2 separate regions of the Mus musculus genome follow, and region 1 is linked to region 2. Evidence: chromatin contacts called from public HiChIP or PLAC-seq data. All regions are on one chromosome and are shown on one strand. The core of a region is the stretch at or near the end of the contact, and the rest is flanking DNA. Distances in the headings are between cores, read along the strand shown.

Region 1 (2,978 bases), core at 23-2,522, 35 kb before region 2:
CACTACACACAGGGACATCTCAGAACATGACATCCACCCATTCCACAGCAAGAGCCAAGCACACTGTGTGGGGTGCCTGTCTCATGCTGAGCAAACCAGATTTGCTCATTCACACAAATCCCCAGCACCCCTAAACACACACACACACACACACACACACACACACACACACACACACACAGTTTGCATATGGCCTGTCATAGACACCCACACGGATGGAACATACCCCCTCAAAGACACAGTCAGAGAGACACACAGAAAGACAGCCCAGCCCCCCACAAATCCCTGTCCTGATACAGTCACCACCATAGATAGACTCAAGGTTGCTAACCACTTAGAATCACAGCAGAGTCACTCCACACAATAAGAGTCACAGAATGGGTCACAGAGTCACACCCCCAGTTACAAGGCGCTCAATGACAATCACACACATGAACACCCTCTCCACAGTCATAGCAGAGACAGTGTGCCACCCACAGTCTCAGCCACATGGTCAGGTAGGGATATATGGGATATATGCGACAGGGACTTGCAGCACACACAAAAGGCAGGTAAGAGCAGACACCTGCCGGATTGCAAAACAGACACACAACATCAGAAGGAATACAACAGTAACTACAAAATGACAGATCACACAACTAGACACCACACCAACACACACACACCAGTGTATATTCTCTCTCTCCTCTCTCTCTCTCTCTCTCTCTCTCTCTCTCTCTCTCACACACACACACACACACACACACACACACACACACACACAATCAGTGGACACACCCGAACCCATCACAGCCAGACAGCCACACAACCAGTTACACAACCACACACCAACAAGGGGCAACTACACCATCATTCACCCACAGCCACCCTCGCAGCACTGTGGCCTGGCTCTTGAGGTCTCCCCCCGGGTGGGGGGGGTCCCCTTCTCCAGACTCCCCTCCCCCAACCCCATCTAAAGCCCTAGATCGCCGCCTCCCCTCCCCCTATCGCCCTCGCCCCCCCTCGCCGCAATGGACCCACAGGGAAAGGATCAGAAGGACCCATGTCCATGGTCTGGACCTGCGTGTCCAGGCTGGGCAGCTCCCCGGGCTAAAAAGAGGGGGCGCCCACGCTTCTCCCTCACCCTGTCTAGGCCGCCGCCGCCTGAACCCTCGCTCCCTCTACACGGTCCCGGCGCCGTAGAACAGTCAGATAGATCGCTGGTCAGGCAGGCGGACACCGAGATGAAGTCTGGACCGCCGGACTTGCCGCTCCGCGCAGACTCCGTGATCGAGGTGGGGGCGGGGCCACAGGATGCCTTATTTGCATAACCCAGTGGGGCGGGAGCACGATCACATTTGCATAACCCAGTGTGGAGTGGGCCCAAGCCTCTTGTTAGCCAGGCAGGCGGGGCCATTGGGCCCTTAATTTGCATAACACAGATGGGCGGGGAGTTGTGATCATGTCGGGGCGGGGCTATAAACGCTCATTTGCATGAATCAAAGAGGCGGTGCAGGACGTGAAGCAGAGATTAGAAGGGAAAAAGAGTGGAGATAGAGTAAGGACTAGCTAGGTAGAAAAGGCGAAGAGAGGAGCTCGGCCTCTTCAAAGAACACTCTCTGGTACGCCTCTCCGCATGGCATCCCAGATCCATTTTTGTGTTTGAGAAAGGGTCTCAGGCAGCTCAAGCTGGTCTCCAGTTTTCTTTGTAGCCAAGACTAGCCTTGAACATTGGATTTTCCTGCCTCCATCTCCTTGAGTGCTGGAACTTCAGACCTATTCCATCACATCTGGTTTGTGTGATAGGATTGGAACGCAAAGTTTCCTGCATGCTAGGCAAGCGGTGTCCTGATTTTGTGTTTTCTAAATTTTTAAAATTGCATTTATTTGCTGGGCAGTAGTGGCCACATGCCTTTAATCCCAGCACTCCGGGGGCAGAGGCAGATGAATCTCTATAAATTCCGTGCCAGTCTGGTCTACAGAGAGAGTTCCAGGACAGCCAGGGCTAGAGAAACCCTGTCTTTAAAAAAAATTTTTTTAATTACATTTATTTATCAAGGTGTGTGCCCGTGTGCATTTATAGATTGGAGGACAACTTGCATGAGTCAGTTCTCTACCTTTATGAGTGTCCCTGGGATCAAACTCAGGTCTTCAGATTTGGTGGCCAGTGCCTTTGCCCAGTGAGCCATTTGTTTGGCTCATTTCTTTGTTTTTGAGACAAGGTCGCCTGTGGCTCAGGCTGGTTTCATACTTGCTGTATTAACTTTAAAGTGATATGCTTACTTCCACCTACCTCCTTGGATCACACGCCCAACTAATTACACCCTAAGTCTTGTCTCACTGTCATGCCAGTCTCTGCATCCTTTGAGATAACAGAGTTATCTGGCATGGGGAGGACCCCAGACTCTTGAACCAGCAGGTGCAAAAGTCCAGGGTGGAGAAAGGTCTCAGCTAGTTTATTTTCTCTCTGGAGGGATCTTCAGGGCAAGCAGTCCCAGCTGCTCAAGCTACAGGGAGAGAAGGTAGGTCGTGGTCTGGTTTGAACCAGGAGAACTCAGGGTTGCCAACCAGGGACCAAATGCCCAGATAGAGTGCCAGCCTCGAGGCCTACACTGTGGGAATCACAAGTGGGCCAGATGGTAAGGGATGGAGAGGGGCTGAGTAGGGTCTGTACCGGGAGGGTAGGATCCACTCTTGCTGAAAGGTCTCTCCCAGTCTGAATCGGAGTCCCAGGAGGGGCACTGAGAGCTCTTGCACTGGTGTCCTTTCTGGCCTGTGGGAGAGACGTGCCATCCTGGCCCTCAGGTCCTCAATATGACTCACTAGCAACTTTGGAATACGGAAACCACATCCCTTGAGGTGAAACCATACTCACTTATGATCCAGACACCCACATCCCTTGGGTGACTGAAAGTAATACCAAATTATATCAGTGACCCTTTAAATGTTCCCTTAAAAACATGCCATAGGGGGGCTGAAGATGGCTCAGTGATTAAGAG
Region 2 (2,739 bases), core at 239-2,738:
CTGTCTCAGAAGACATTTCTCTCTGAGCTGACTGGTAATGGTTGAGCAAGGCCAGCTGTAACCTCGTGGGGATTCTGTTTTTACAATCAAGGTACTCTATCACACTCTACACACCACAAATAAATAAAGAAGATTATGTTTTTACAAACAATTGTGAGGTGAGTGACGTAGTCCTGGGACAAGGTGACAACTTGATTTCACTCTGAAATCAGTTGGATTGGATCTCCTTTTTGGTATTTCCTTCTGTAGAATATATTCCCCATAAAAGTGAGAGGATGTCAGAACCAAGTGAGTGCCCGGCCTGGTGTTGAACCTGGGAGACAGAGTCAGGTGGATGTCTGTGAGTTTGAGGACAGCCTGGGCTACACAGTAGCCTGTCTCAAACCAAACAAACAAACAAACAGGCAAAACAACAACAACAACCAAAATCAAACAACAGTAATAAAAACAAAACAAAACGAAACAAAACAACCAACCAACAAACCAAACCTACCTTGACAGACTGCAAGTGATGCTGTAAAGACGCCAGGCCTTTTGAAGACAGAAAGCCTTTGTTGGTGAGTACAGAGGGAGAAAGGGAGAGTGCCTGGTGCCTTTGTTTTGCCACAGGAGGAGTGACCTCAATGTAACTTTAAAGATGTTTAACCATAGAGGGGCATTCTGACACACCAGGAGTTAGGCACAAGGAAGCACCATGACTCCCTGCCTGAATTAGATCAATCTTTTAAAAGCACCCACCCTCAGGTATTTCATTATTACAAAACCTAGACTCACACACACACTGTTACACTTAGCTGTTTCAAGTTCATATCATCGCCAGGAATGCAAAACCAAAACCAAGAAAGACAAAGGGACAGATAGCGTTTTGCTAGTATTTTATTATCAATTCCTCCCCAAAGAGCAGTGAGTGCCCCAGAGAAATAAAAGAGGAGACTCAGTCCCCAGCAGCCAGGTGGACTGTGGCCTGCCTTTTGCCAGATTTTGTCAGCCCGGCTTGATGAACAGCAGTAAAGGTGGCAAGAATTCCCGGCAGCTGCGGGGAGGGATATCCAAAGCAAAACCAAGCTGGATGGAGCTACCAAGGTGGCTCTGTGGATAAAGGCGCTTTGCTGCCAAACCTGATGACCTGAGTTCAATCCCTGAGACCCACAAGGTGGGATTCCCGCATGTTGTTCTCACAGTGCCCGCCTCCCCACACAAATATTTTTAAAGTTATTTTACAGATTTGTTTTTATGTGTATGAGTGTTTTGTCTGATTGTATATATGTGCACCATGAGTGCAGCCAGGGTCAAAAGAGGGCGTCGGACCCCCGGAAACTAGTGATGTGGCCCTCATCCGTGGTCATTGCTCTGAAGCTGGGAAGGAAAGAGGCAGAGAAGAGGCAGCTCTGTACGCTGAAACTTTTGGCTAATACTTAGACTAAGCCTCCATCTGAATCAATAACTCTTGCCTGGCGCTTTGCCCCCGCTCAAGGACTACATTTCCCAGAATCCCATACAATGACTTCCTATAAAGCTGTACCAATAGAAGGCAGTGTTCGCTAACTTCCGGTAATGGTTACAAAATGGAAGCATGAATGGGAGAAGCATGTACCGAGAGGAAAATCTTGGAACCACTGTTCTCAACCCTAGTCTTCAGCTCTGCGGTTACAGCTGGGGAACGATGTGTTTTCCTGTGTTAAATCTGTTATTTTATTATTTTAGGCAGGGTCTCATTGTGTGTCCAGGCTGTTCTGAAATTTACTATGTAGTCCAGGAGGTCCTTAGAACTCAAGAGATCTGCTTGTCTTCCGCCTCCCAAATAGGCCACTAGGCCAGACTGATTTTGTTTTTAGATAGAGTCTTGTAACCCAAGCTGTCAAACTCGTGATTTTCCTGCCTCCCCTCCCAAATCCTAGGATTACTGGTGTATTCCACCATATTTGGGTTTTGATCACATTTTCTTTTAAAAATATTTCTTTCCTGTATGTGAGCATGTGAATTTGCACGTCTCCTGGTATGAGTGTAGACAGAGGTCAGAGAACAACTTTGACATTCAGTTCTTTCTACCATGTGGATTCAGGGACTCGAATTCAGGCCATTTGGCTTGGCAACAAGCACCATTGCTAGCTAAACCATCTTGCTGGCCCTCTGTTGTGTGTGTGTGGTGTGTGTGCAAGCATCGGGAATGCATGTTTGTACATGTAAATACGGAGGTCAGACACTGATGCTTGGAGTCTTTGTTTAGTTTACACATTTAACTTTTAAATTATTTCATTTATTCACTAGGGGTTGGGGGATGCGGGTAAGCCACAACTCAGATGTGGAGGTCTGAGACAACATGTTGATGGTACGTCTATCTTATGGGTTCTAGGTATCCCAAATCAGATCTCCATGCTTGTAGTGCAAGCACGTTACAGCCTCGGAACTTGAATTTTGTTGATACTGTTGTTGGGTGGTTTTACTTTTTAAGACAGGGTCTCTATGTAGTCCTGGCTGTTCTAAAACTCACTATGTAGACCAAGTTGGCCTTGAACTCAGAGACCTACCTGCCACCAACATGTGCCTGTGTGTCCTTGTGCTGGGATTACAGGACCTGCCACCACAGTGGGCTTAGATGAGAAATTGATTTTCAGAAGGAAAGCCTGTGATTTTGTTTAAAAGTTAGAGCTGGGCGTAGTGGTGACAGCCTTTATTCTCAGCACTCAAGAGGCAGAAGTAGGTAGAGCTCTGTTAGTTCGAGGCCAGCCTGGTCTACAT

What was found. HiChIP or PLAC-seq counts read pairs in DNA pulled down with a chosen protein or histone mark.
Region 1: an H3K27ac HiChIP or PLAC-seq map of embryonic stem cells shows a contact between it and region 2, with 7 read pairs. The contact joins the promoter of Plppr2 here to the enhancer-like site in region 2. A contact is called at or near these places in 11 of 39 promoter capture datasets (the 3T3-L1 cell line, cranial neural crest, embryonic stem cells and 7 more), 11 of 484 Hi-C or Micro-C datasets (the Ba/F3 cell line, the G1E-ER4 cell line, the HL-1 cell line and 6 more), 4 of 115 datasets of contacts at active chromatin or transcription factors (bone marrow-derived dendritic cells, bone marrow-derived macrophages, embryonic stem cells and 1 more) and 3 of 9 other capture datasets (adipose tissue, liver and pancreatic islet).

Annotation. Positions count from the first base shown.
Region 1 is chr9:21,935,304-21,938,281 of GRCm38.p6, reverse strand. Plppr2 (phospholipid phosphatase related 2) reads right to left here and starts at 1,272. Exons shown (of 10, transcript NM_001290299.1): 1 at 1,124-1,272. It overlaps Ccdc159 (coiled-coil domain containing 159), which reads right to left. Exons shown (of 13, transcript NM_025977.3): 12 at 2,654-2,752; 13 at 2,410-2,486. The coding sequence ends at 2,482.
Region 2 is chr9:21,900,425-21,903,163 of GRCm38.p6, reverse strand. No RefSeq gene overlaps it. Among named protein-coding and RNA genes, the nearest start is that of Rab3d, 16 kb to the left of the region's middle. Within about 2 kb of position 1,488, at least 92 of the 459 cell types and tissues checked have an H3K27ac peak or open chromatin away from gene starts, as enhancers often do. A contact at or near this core is called in the Ba/F3 cell line, the G1E-ER4 cell line, adipose tissue and 3 more, where this site is marked.